Linked DNA regions of Hordeum vulgare: region 2 is linked to region 1. Evidence: chromatin contacts called from public Hi-C data. All regions are on one chromosome and are shown on one strand. Each heading gives the region's core, a stretch centred on a gene start, on an enhancer-like site or on the middle of the called end of the contact. The rest is flanking DNA. Distances are from core to core; before and after follow the strand shown. Region 1 holds the start of LOC123448999 (probable ADP-ribosylation factor GTPase-activating protein AGD6). Region 2 holds the start of LOC123449000 (THO complex subunit 4A-like).

Evidence for each region. A called contact is a pair of places that touch in the nucleus more often than the background predicts.
Region 2: a Hi-C map of seedling shows a contact between it and region 1, with 6 times the contacts expected there. The contact joins the promoter of LOC123449000 here to the promoter of LOC123448999 in region 1. A contact is called at or near these places in 4 of 6 Hi-C or Micro-C datasets (leaf and seedling) and 1 of 1 datasets of contacts at active chromatin or transcription factors (embryo).

What each region holds. Positions count from the first base shown.
Region 1 is chr4H:469,276,327-469,282,833 of MorexV3_pseudomolecules_assembly, forward strand. It overlaps LOC123448999 (probable ADP-ribosylation factor GTPase-activating protein AGD6), which reads left to right and starts at 4,066. Exons shown (of 3, transcript XM_045126059.1): 1 at 4,066-5,083; 2 at 5,754-5,843; 3 at 6,310-6,507. The coding sequence starts at 4,271. LOC123446641 (polyadenylate-binding protein 4-like) reads right to left here and starts at 3,714. Exons shown (of 10, transcript XM_045123209.1): 1 at 3,343-3,714; 2 at 1,917-2,035; 3 at 1,634-1,827; 4 at 1,261-1,517; 5 at 1,061-1,167; 6 at 784-973; 7 at 407-693; 8 at 194-325. The coding sequence starts at 3,631.
Region 2 is chr4H:469,616,060-469,622,566 of MorexV3_pseudomolecules_assembly, forward strand. It overlaps LOC123449000 (THO complex subunit 4A-like), which reads left to right and starts at 2,691. Exons shown (of 5, transcript XM_045126060.1): 1 at 2,691-3,048; 2 at 3,176-3,319; 3 at 3,865-3,933; 4 at 4,013-4,191; 5 at 4,700-5,223. The coding sequence starts at 2,827. The coding sequence ends at 4,907.

The DNA.
Region 1 (6,507 bases), core at 2,816-5,315:
TACTTAGATACTTGAAATTATACACATGTGTTTGTCTCAAAAAGTATGTTCACACTATATAGTTTTGCTGAATTATACTGTTAGCCTAACCACAATTTAAATAGGGACTAAAAGTGAAACATTTGTATTCTTCATAAAAAACAGTTTAAAATACATTAATATTAGATATAAGAAAATGAAGTGATAATCATACCTGCCGGGACATGGACATGAAATCTTTAGCTGCCTGAGGGTGTGACACATAGTTAACAGCGTGGGGAAATGTCATCATATTCCCAGTCATGCGCCCCCTGTTATTTCTGTACTGCCTTGGAGTATTTGGCATCTATGCACAAAATTAAACAAATTTTAAGTAAGTTTTTGCACTTAAAGAAAGAAATTTGAGTAGAACAAGTCAATGACATACGAGTGGTGCATGAATTTGCTGGATACTATGAGGCGAAGGGTACACATTCTGCCTCCATTCTTGTCCGAGCCCAATGGGTGGATACATGAATCCTTGCCTTGAAGGACCCTGAGGAAAGTGTGTACTGGGATGTGCAAAGTACACATGAGGATAACCTGTGGGGATCACAGGGCTTGCAGTTCCCGCCATCGTAGCAAGTTCAGCAAATCGTTGCTCCAGCCTAGCTTTTCTGTCCTCTTTCCTTTGAGCAATAGCAACATACAATGGTTTGCCATAAAACATGACACCTGTTTATTTCAAACAAAACAAAACATTCTCAGTATCGTGATATCAATGTATAACGGTGACAAGTCAGTGCAAAATAAATAAAGGATTACCACGCATGCTGCTTACGGCACACTTTGCTTCATCGGGTGTGCTGTAACATACAAATCCGAATCCTTTGCTAATGCCCTTGTCATCACGCATAATCTTTACTGATGTAATGTTTCCAAATTCAGCAAAGCGCTCGCGAAGAGTGTCATCATCAACTTCATCACTAATATTTTTGATATACACATTGGACCCCTGTCAGGATTAAATACACATTTGTAAATGAAAGATGTGAATGCATATACGTGAATATACAAAAAGAAAGAGAATGATGGAACTTGCATTGCTCTTAGTGATTATTTCATTCCGCTTTTCCTCATGTAAGAGCTGCAAATATTGCTTTCTTTCAGCCTTTTTTTGAGCTCTTGCCACGTACAAAGTTTTCGCTCCTAATAAAAAAAAATAAGATTAACATTGTTAAGCAAAAATGCATGGACCAATAGAAATTATTTGTGAAATGAAATGCATTGCAGTAATATTACCCAGAGCGATCCCATTCAAGGCCTCTTTTGCTTTCTTGGCACTTTCTGGGTTTTTGAAACTAGCGAACCCAAAACCCTTGGATGTCCCGTCATCTCTTTTCATTATTTTCACGCTAGTTACTTGACCATACTGAGAGAACTTCAATTTAATAAGTTCTTCAGTCATGTCATCATCTATATTCTTCATATACAAGTTAGTGTACTTGTCATCGTTATTGGCTGATCGTTCACTCTTCTTAACGAAATGAGCAACAAGCCTACACAAGATTGATCATTATAAAACAAAACCATTTAAGTAGCAATGTTTAAAATAAAAAAAAGACAAAATCAAATTAAGTCATGTAATAGTTGTATTTGAGAAACAGTAACTTACAATTCTCTTCCCTCAAAGTAAGAATTGTTGAGGGTCTCTATTGCCAAGTCTGCTGGCTCTTGTGCTGCAAACTGAACAAACCCATACCCTCTACTTGTGCCATCCTCATTTCTAACAACTTTACAAGATAATATCTCCCCAAACTTGGAGAACAGATCTTGGAGCAATATATTGTCAACGTGATCACCAAAATTCTGTCAAGCAATACCATATTGTGTTAGTACTTGCATATGGCAATACAAAGTGAGAAATATTAACATGGAGAACATATTTATCCTTTTACCTTAACAAACACATTTCCAACACCACTCCTCCTGGCATCGGGATCACGATTAGACCACATTACTCTAATTGGCTTGTCCAGTATAAGGCTATGATTCATCTGCTCCAAAGCAATCGTTGCTGTCAACAGTTAAAAAACAAGTCAAAGGCCAATCAATTACCCCTCCATAAACAAAACTAGTTTGTGCAAAGGCCATTTGTTGAACAACGAAATCAATGATAAGAAAATGAAGAAAAGAGAGAACGAAGAAATAGGAAAGTAGACTAGTCGTTTATAAAACATACATGTACCTTCAATATATATTTAAAAAGGAGTAACATTACACAACAAGCTTAGGCAAAACTGAAGAGAGTCGCAACAAGACAGCGGAAGTCAACTTATTCATTCACATTCCCATGGAACGGGCATTAATTTAAGAAGTAGAAGTTGTGCGATTGTTAAGCAGTATACAAAGAAGGGAGTACGACAAAGTTTCCCTAAATTATTATTTATACCTTCTTCAGTGGAAATAGAACTCAAATTTATATACTGAATAGCAATCTTTCGATCCACATCACAGTATATCACCATGAATCGTACTAGAGAGACCACTCTTAAAACGATCAAGATACATGTGCAGTGTGGGCATACTGAACAAAGATATGGACAATTTTATTAATAATACTTGATGTATGTTGCGGGAGTGCCACATACACACACAAACGAACTGGTTTCTCACATAGCACCACAACCAAGCCTCAAAGCATAAAAGGAATAATAGGTAAACCATTGTTTCCTAGCTAACACTAGTGAAATCTCTAATTTTGCAAGTGATGCAAATTCATGCTCCTCAAAACATCAAACACATGTAAAAAGGATGCGTGGTAAACCCAAATATGGTTAGTTTTCTTTATGATATATAAGATCTCTCTCTCTCTCTCACACACACACACAAAACACACAATCCATACATGGTAAAAATTAAAAGATTAACAATTAGATTGCTTGCGGCATATAAGCTCAAGATTAAGCACCGCATGACAGTTATGTGATGGGTGCACTAGTTGCATGCTGATGGCTATCACAACAAAAGTGCAACGATCCAAAAAATGGATGCCAACGACAAGCATAGCTTGTTCAAACGCCATGCAAAGATGTCCTCCTATTATTATTAAACATAGCTACTTCAATGCCATGCAAAGATGTTTGGTAAATAATTAAACAAAACATGCCTATTCTGATCAAATCCATGAAATAAAATCGCAATAAATGAATAAAAACAAGGGGCAAACATGTCGCGGTGAATTGCTATCAAGCACTAATCCTATGAAGCGGATTGAGGAGAATCGAAATTGAAGATACATAAGCAGTAGCACACGGCTACATTGTATCATAGAAAAGGAAGGGATAAAAAACGAAACGAGATGGATGAAGACGGTGTGTGTACCATCGGCTTGGGAGAAATAGTTTACATAGCCGTATCTGAGTGACCGGCTGGTGGCGTTGTCGCGGCAGACCCGCACCGAAGTGACGGCACCGACCTTGCTGAAGGCGTCGAAGATATGCTCCTCCTGTGCGTTCTCGTGCAGATCGCCCACGTAGAGCGCGGGCACCGTGGCGTTGGTCCCCGCCGCGGCCGCAGCCGGCGCCGCCTGATCCTCGCTCACCGCGGCCATGGCGGGCGCGGGCGTCTCCTCCGTGGTCGGCATCTCCACCGCCTCCGGCGCCGCCGCCATGATCGATGGATCGATCGGTGGCCCGGGCGTACTGCTAGGGCAGGGCTATCGAGTCTCCTCCTAACTCGTACGCAATGCCGGGAAACGCAAACGACGGGTCAAAAAACCGCGAGGCTTTGGGAGAGGTCGGTTTTTGTTCTCCCGAGCGACGGCCCCGCGTGCGTTTCGGCCCGTCCCGACCCCAAACCGCCCGGGTGGCCGCCCGCCTCTACCGCGTGCAGCGCCCGCCCACCCGCCCGACCCCTAACTCGACCCGACTCGGCTACGAGTAGGACTCCTGACTCGTGATAGCTTCAGTTTCCTCGCCTCTCCCGTCCCGTCCCGTGCTGCTGCGCTGTGGGCCCGGGCTGTCGGCGTCGCGGGCTGTTCGGTTCGGCCGTTCGGCCGCGCCTACCAGGAGGAGTCCCCGCCCTGCCCTCCCGCCGCGGGGAGGAATTACCGGCCTGCCATCGGCGCGGCCCCGGCGCGCCCAGGGGCAAAGGCGTCCACCGCACGGTATTTGACCTCCCCCTCTCGCTCGCTCGCTCGCTCCGCGTTCCGTGTCGGCGAGCCCTCCTCCACCACCTCCTTCCACCCCTCGTCCCGCGGCCACCAACCGAGCCCGATCCCGGATCCGGCGCCGCAGATCCGGACCCGGCGATGGCGTCCACGGCGGCGAGGCGGCTCAGGGAGCTGCAGGGGCAGCCGGGGAACAAGACGTGCGTCGACTGCGCGCAGAGGAACCCACAGTGGGCCAGCGTCTCCTACGGCGTCTTCATGTGCCTCGAGTGCTCCGGCAAGCACCGGGGCCTCGGCGTGCACATCAGCTTCGTCCGCTCCGTCACCATGGACTCCTGGACCGAGCCGCAGCTCCGCAAGATGGAGGCCGGGGGCAACGACCGCCTCAACGCCTTCCTCGCCGCGCGGGGCGTGCCCAAGGAGACGCCCCACATCCCCAAGTACAACTCCAACGCCGCCGCCGCATACCGCGACCGCATCATCGCCCTCGCCGAGGGCCGCGCCTGGACCGACCCGCCCGTCGTTAAGGAGACGCCCGGATCTGCCGCGCCCGCCCCCGCCAGGAGGCCGCCCTTGCCCGCCGGAGGAGGGAGCGGAGGCGGTGTCGGAGGCGGCGGCGGCGGTGGATGGGACGATTGGGACGACGAGGTCCGTCCCGATATGCGGAGGAACCAGTCGGCCGGATCATTTGCTGGCGCTGGGGCGGATTCGGGGAGACAGCCCACGAGGTCCAAGTCCACCCAGGACATGTACACGAAGCAGGAGTTGGAGGCGTCGGCGGCCAGCAAGGAGGATTTTTTCGCTAGGAGGATGGCGGAGAACGAGTCCAAGCCTCAAGGGATCCCTCCCTCTCAGGGCGGCAAGTACGTCGGCTTCGGATCCACCCCGCCGCCGTCGGCGAATAGGAACAGCAACGGTGCTGCCCAGGGCGATGTCATGCAGGTCGTTTCTCAGGTAAATGAAACATATTATTCTTCTTTATGCTATCAACTACCCAATATATACCTGCAAACATACCACTTCCATGGAGTATAGTTTTGTGGTTAGAATCAACAAATTTGAAAACATTTCCCCAATACCTGCAATAGTTTTGAAAGAGTATGAAAGGCTATTTCATAAAATTCATAAAAATGGTTTCTTGGGGGGATCCTATTACAGCAAGTCATGAATGGCTATATTGTCACCGCTGTTAACTACGCATCACGTATTGTCCCCGTTAGAGTGCTCGGACATCCATCTTATATACTTCATTGGATTTGTGAACACCCCCTCACAATCACATGTAGTTAAAGTGCCCCTTCTAGCGTGTCTAAACTAAGCTGTGCAGATTGACATAGCTGTGGCCTGTGGGATCGCCTTTTGTAGCCTGATCCTGATCATCATTGAATTCTCGTTGTAGACTTAATATGGTTATTATTGTACCCCAGCAGCACTTCTATATTAGCAAAGTACATCTGCAATCATCATTGGTTACTTGGGGTTATATTGTGTTTGGTGCCAAGCTTGAGATGTCATAGTTGGGTAATGTGCATATATGGTTAGACAGTCGTGTCATAATTGGACATTGTTTTGATTTCTACTTTAATCTCATGAGTATACGTTCCTTACCATTTTACCTTTTCAGGGATTTGGACGCCTTTCGCTTGTTGCGGCATCTGCTGCCCAATCTGCTGCTACTGTTGTCCAAGTTGGCACAAAAGAGATTCAATCAAAGGTACCTTCAATGCTTTGCCTGATTTGTGATATGCAAGAGTTGAATTTCCATAGTCTAGTTGATCATGAAAAATGCTCTTTATTCACTGTGTTTACCCGGTGTCATGATTAAATCTTGTAAAACTCACCTGAATACTAATATGATAGGGAGGTGTCCTCCAAGCTAAGGTTTGACATTGTAATAACTATGAACTGTCTTCTCTGTTTGGAGCAGTCTTAACTCAAGAATATTATTCTCTTCATATTTATTTCTACCGCACCTGAAGTTCAGTACCTTCTTGTCTTATTTCACACTTCCAAACATGACTAGACAATGAATAAACATATCTTGTCATAATCCTTATCTCAGTGGGAAACAATTACTAGGTGATATAGTGCATGCTGAATTTTAGATTATTTGTCAGTGTTCCTTATTCTCATGTTACATCGTGATCTGTCTTTAAGAATGGTGCTTGTCTGGAATGCAGATGAGAGAAGGGGGTTATGATCAGAAGGTGAACGAAACTGTGAATGTTGTTACCAATAAAACTGCAGAGATTGGAAGCAGAACCTGGGGGATTATGAAAGGAGTGATGGCATTGGCCACACAAAAGGTAGAGGAGTATGCCAAGGAAGGTGGCGGTGGCTGGGGTGATGATTGGCAACAAAGGGAGCAGCAGAACAAC
Region 2 (6,507 bases), core at 1,441-3,940, 340 kb after region 1:
GTAGATCAATGAACTCATTGCTCTTGTGCTTCTATAGATAGTCTCCTCAACATAAATCACTCTCTCGCAGAATATGCATGGGTAGGAGAGGTTGATTTGGTGGAAAGGAGTTTGCGGAGGCTAGAGATCAAATTTCAAAGGATTGGATTGAAATATCTTGGTCTCAACACATGAGTAGGTGGTTCTCTCTCAGAAAATGGATATGGAAATGAAGTGTGTGTTCTGAGTGCTTCTCCCATGAATGAGAGGTGGGTGAAGGGGTATATATAGGCAATAGCCAAAATCCAACCGTTACACACAAAGGTGCAAACTAAGTGACACCGAAGTGGACAACTCGGTGGTACCGGCTAGTACTAAAAATGTGATTTTTTTATCTCGGTGGCACGGAAAAGGTGACTAATGGTCAAATGACCAAACGCGGTGGCACCGATACTCAAACTCAAAAATTCCGATTTTGTGTATCTTGGCAACAGAATGTTGGTCACACTGAACTCGGTAGCATCGATGCAGTTTCGGTTGCACCGATTTGGTGGAATGACTAAGGTTCTGTCTGAGGTTCAAACTCGGTGGGTCCGAAGTGGAAATGTTGGTTACACCGAATTTGTGATTGTGGAACTTGACAGAGTGGATATGTGAGAAAAATGACTGAGTGTTTTGGTGGCTAACTTGAGCATTTGAGCAATCAGTTCATTTTACTACCTCACCCTCTTTTAATAGTATTGGCTTTTCTATGGACTCAAATGTGATTTTTCACAAATATAAATTTAAGAGTCTTATAGCTTGAAGATTGAGCCAATATTGTTCCTTTCATGTATCCAGGGGTATCTCCACATAAACCTTAAGCCATAGCATCTTTTGAACTTTTCTAAAATATACTTGGAAAACACATTAGTCCAATGATGCATATGTTGCGATCAATTATCAAAACCACCATAGGGAGCAATTGTGCTTTCAATTTCCCCATTTTTGGTAATTGATGACAACATATACATCAAAGTTTCGACAAAAGATATAATCAATGATTAGCATTGAAGCTTTGAAAAGTATGTGAAAAGCAAGAGCTCCCCCTAAATTTGTGCTTTATTTAAAATTTGCGTTTGAATGAAAATGTACAATCGATTAGGATCATGGGTTACTCTTCGATGTCACATACATATTGGTGGTGCGTAAAAGTAAAAGTAATGCACATGACACCAACAAGATAAGTGAGTGATCATCACAAGGATATCTAAAAGATGATATAGTAGTATCACACAGGATAAAGCGTATGATCAACCACATAGACAGAATAAAGTCATCCAAAGAACAAAGTTTTTAAAACCAAACAAGAGAAAATAAAGTCAAAAGCTCTCTCTCACACGAAGTCTATGATCTATATATTTCTCCCTTTTGGCAACAAGTTATCAAAAAGTTAAAAAGTATAGAACTACTCGTTTCTCTGGGCAGCTGATGATGGAGTCGATAGAACAACGTCGACGAAGGCTTCTGCTGATGTCCCTGGAGTTGGAGGAGTTGATACTGAAGGAGCGTGAGCTGGAGCTGGTGCTGAAGGTGGCGAAGCTTGTGCTAAAGATGATTGTCTTGTCTCCGGAGCAGGAACAACAACTGACCAAGGCTGGGTGCTGAACCTAGTGGTAGTGGGAGGATGAGACTCATCGTCGTCATCATCATCATCTTCATCTTCATCCTCTGAGCGTGGAATCTTTACAGAGTCAACTTCATGTTGAAGTTGTCTGACAATGGTGGTCAACTCAGTTACCTTCAAATCCATGTTGTGGAATTTGTCTCCACAACTCTCTCAAAACTCTTCTGATTTTGCATAATCTCCTGAATGTTCTTCTCCATGCCTTGGACAATGCTCACTAGAAAAGCATTTGGTCAGCTTGAGTTCTGAGCTGTGGAATTGGAGGTGACCTATTTCTAGCAGTTTCAGCCTTTGTTGTCTCTGCTGCCATTCATGCTGTAGCTGAGTTAGGACCATTGTTATCCATCACAACCTTATTGTCCTCAAATTTAGGTTGAAGAGGTAGATGGAGACGATCAAGTTAATATGCATGCTTGCCTAGCTTGACATTGATGAGCATCTGAATATAAGGTGCATATCTACAAGATCTCTTCTGATACGCAATAGTCTTTTGGATAGTCTGAACTATCAAGTCCATCACTCGAAATTTGGTATGAGTATCAAGTAGGTGTAGCAGGTTGATTAAATATCCTCTGATCATTTTCTCATCTCCTCACTTAGGCAAAACTGCTGAGCAGAGTACAACTCGAAGAAGGCAATCAGAAGACAATATCACAATTCGGACAATTCGTTTTTTTTAATGTTGAAATTGTAGTAGTTCCCATTGGTTTTCCCCGCACAGCAAAGAGTTCCCTGAGTCTTGAGCAGAACAATTTTTTTATTTTAACGAACATAGTTCTGCTTTTCCCCGCAAAAACGAACAAACATAGTTCTGCTTTTCCCCGAAAAAACAAACAAACATAGTTCTGCTTTTAAACTGGTTTGGCATAAAACGGAATTTGTAGGAAGGAAGAACGGCCCCGATCCGCGAAGTCCCGAACCGACCCAGCCAAACAATCCCCATCGCGCCCGCGTGGGTCGTGACTCGTGCGCCCCCACCCCACCTCCACCACGCGTTCTCCCTACGCGTCTCCCCCTACTATTTTATCGCGCCCGCCTCCCGCAAAAATATCTCCCAAATTCCCCAACACCCCACGACTTGGTAACCCTATTCAACTTCCCCATCAATTCGATTCCCCATCGCCGAGCTCCCCCCTCCCAACCCTAGCGCCAGATCCGCCCGCCCCCGCGCGCGCGAAGCCATGGCGGAGACCATCGACATGTCGCTCGACGACATCATCAAGAACAACAAGAAGGGCAACTCCTCCTCCGGCGGGGGCGGCCGCCGCCTCGAGGGCCGCCGTGGATCTGCCGCTGGCGGCAGCGGCGCGGCCTCCGCCGCCTCCGCTGTCGGAGGCGTCGGCCCCAACAGGCGCGCCTTCAAGAGGTCGGGGAACAGGGCGGCGCCCTACCAGCCGCCGAAGGTACGAACGAATCGCACGGGCTACTAGGCTTTGCGCCGTCGGCGAAGGGGATCGATGGACTTCCGTTTTCGCCGAGGCGCGGGAGGATGATCCGGTGGTTTTCTCACTCTGGTGTGACGCGATCCAGGCCCCGGAATCGGCGTGGCAGCACGACATGTACTCGGACGCCTCTGCCAGAGGCGGCGGCGGCGGGAGGGTCTCGGCTATCGAGACCGGCACCAAGCTCTTCATCACCAATTTGGACTTCGGCGTCTCGACCGAGGACCTCAAGGTATATACGTCGCCGGATCTACATGTCGAGTCGTTGCTCTCATACTCATGTAGTTATTCGGTTGCTTCTGAGTAGTTGGTCCCCGACGATCTCATATAGTTTATTTCTAGATCTGGCATAGGCCAGTACTATAGCTGTAATTTGGTCGTGCTGGTAGCCTCGCGTTGTTGTAGTGGACCGAGCTAATCTTTTCTGAATTTTCTTAGCTTGCTTATTAGGTGAATAGGACTTGGTTTAGTTTTCAATTATAGTTCTTAGCTTATTCCAAATGGTGTGGCCTCTTTGGAGGTGTGGTTATGTTCTCATTTGCGCTGCTGTAATCTTGATTTGATATGTTTAATTGATGATGTGGATTTCTTTGTGTGCATATCTTATTGCTTACTTCGTAAGTTCACAAAGCTGCTCACATGGGGTTCTTTTCTTGTTATGGTTTCTCAGTTTGTATAGTTTACTTAAACATTGATATCGTTCTCCATAGAATGCTCTTGCTGTTTCCTGTTCATAGGGTACTCTTCCTGAGTTATTTTTTTCTTTCAATGGTTCAGGAGCTTTTCTCCGAGCTGGGTGATCTGAAGCGATGCTCGATTAACTTTGACCGAAGTGGGCGGTCTAAGGTACGTGATTCCGTCTTATGTTTTTCTTTGTTCCATGTGTGGGTTCTGTGCGATGCCTGACAGTACTTGTGTGTTGCAGGGAACAGCTGAAGTTATATTTGCAAGGCGTGGTGATGCTGTTGCAGCGATAAAGAAATATAACAATGTCCAACTTGATGGCAAGCCTATGAAAATAGAGATACTTGGGACTAACACTCCTACAGCTCCAGCTGCACTACCAACCAATAATGGAAGCTATGCTAGGAATGTTGCTAAGAGGTATGTTAGATTTGACGCTTTATTTATTTGTGGATTCAATCCACAGCAATTCAAACATCTAAATTTGCCTGTTTGCTAGAATTAGTCATAAACTCCTATGTGATATTAAATTTTGTGGATGGTGATAATACAATTGTTTGCTGTAATTGCTATGATATATAGCAGAAGTGTTCCATTGCACTATGACCAAGAGACTTGTCCATCAGTTTGTTAGGCAAGTGCGATCCCCAATATTTCAGGAGACATTATTAAACAGTAGGTGCTCTCCGTGTTGCAATGGCACCACATTAAGTTTGTTCTTAGTTGTAGGGGTATTAGCAGAAGTGATTGAATTATGAATTTCAGTTTCAAGAATTCATCTTTGTCTAACTAGTTAGCCGGTTAGGTTATCAAGCATATTAATCATGTTCTACCATTTTCCTGAATGATTATAGGTGTACCTTTTATTGCTTTTGTCTGTCAGTTATAGTTTTTCCCACCTTACCGTACACCACTTTGTTTGTTACAGTGCACCAAGGGGTGTCTCAGCTAGTTTGCCACAGAACAGGCCCCGTGCAAGGGGTGGGAGGGGTCGTGGTGGTGGCGGCGGCGGAGGCAGTGGATCTGGCGGTCGTCGTGGGAAAGAGCGTAGTCAGCCAAGGTCTGCTGAAGAACTTGATGCTGAGTTGGAGAAGTACCATGCCCAGGGTGCGGCGCCGATGCAGACCAACGAATAAGTCGACATCTTTGCAGTGTTGATATTTTCAACATGAAATTTGAAGGATGCCCCTACGTTCCTGCTTTTTGTGCTACTATGTTCAAGGGACAACAAAACCTTTTACTTGTCAGGTTCTTGGCTTACTGAATTGTATGGGTTATGTGTCTACATAGAACTAGAGTTGAGTGGATACCAGTGAACACTACTGTTATGAACATTACTTGATTGCCTTTAGTTTCTGCCTTCCTTGAGGAACGCAAGGACTAAGGACCACCCAAGTTGCTCCGCATGTGAAAGTTATTGAAGATGTATGAGGTGCTCACATTCCTTTGCTACCCGTCTATCATGAGGCTGAAAATCAGATGTGCCATGGTGATCAAGTTAAACCCTTATCTTGGGTGGTCTTTGGGCGTTGTTTCCCTGCTGAACGAGCTTTTTAAGCTTCAGCCATCTTTAGTAAGAGGTATGTTTTCCCACCTGTTTGCATTTCTTCAGTTAATTGGTTTATTACTTTCTTAACACGATATGCAATTCATGGGTTTAATGATCCTTTTCTCTCAAATTGCAGGTGGTTGCTAATCTTATGTTATTATTATGCTAGCATTGCTTTTGATGTAGCAATATTCTCTTGCCCATACCGAGCCACATGCCAGCTGGAGAGCGTGTTCTTTTAGAAGTTCGTGTGATCTTTCTTCGTCAGGTGCTCAACAAGTTGCCTGTGGCTGTGGTAGTTGTGCTTCTTCCTAAAGAAGCATCAAGGTGCAAATCTAGCAATACTCTCTTGCACATACGAGTCACATGCCAGCTGGAGGGATGGATACTGTTCTTTCGTGTGATCTTCCTTCTTCAGGTGGTCCACAAAGTGCCTGGTATGATTTTGGTGGCTTGCTAGCTGTGCTTCTTACTGAAGAAGCATTAAGGTGCAAATCTTGCTTTGCGATCTGCTTTAACAGTTAAGGGTTGTCTATTGGTTTGATGGTACACATAGATTTTGCCATCTTTTGGATGCCCTTTTGCCCCCCTTGCAGCCGCTGACTTCATTTATGGTGGTTGGTGGGCCATTTCTGTTTGAAATTCAACTAGGCGGCAAAGTATTATTTGGAACCCACCTAATCTGGCCGATCTATTCAACTATATCTTTGTTCCTTGCTGGGGATTAGAATCATATGGCTGACTTGTTTCAACCTGTCCAATTTTGCTGTTGGATTGATGAATAATGGCTTGAAGTTGGCCATTTTTGGTAGCATGAGGCCAACCACTGAAATATTCAGTCGCTTGTTTTAGTTTTTCACTATTCCAGCCACCATGACTAGATATGCAACGTCTAAGTGTTGCACTGGTAGATGTTCTGGTGTTTCAGTATTGTTTTCTTGTTGCTGTTATTGTTTTGATCTGCCATATAGATTGTGTTGTGTTGGATTTTTATGCTTTTGAGGAGATGTCATTTCGCTGGTTCTTTTCTGCCATATAAAAGATCAAGCATGTTTTTTTGGCAATTATGAATATCAGCCTTTTTCAGTGTTACTTATCTGCGTGTCTATTACTTTTTACAAAATGCGGTTGCAGATTGCAAGTAAGCATGATTGTGCTCAGTTTAAATAAACTACCGATGCAGATAG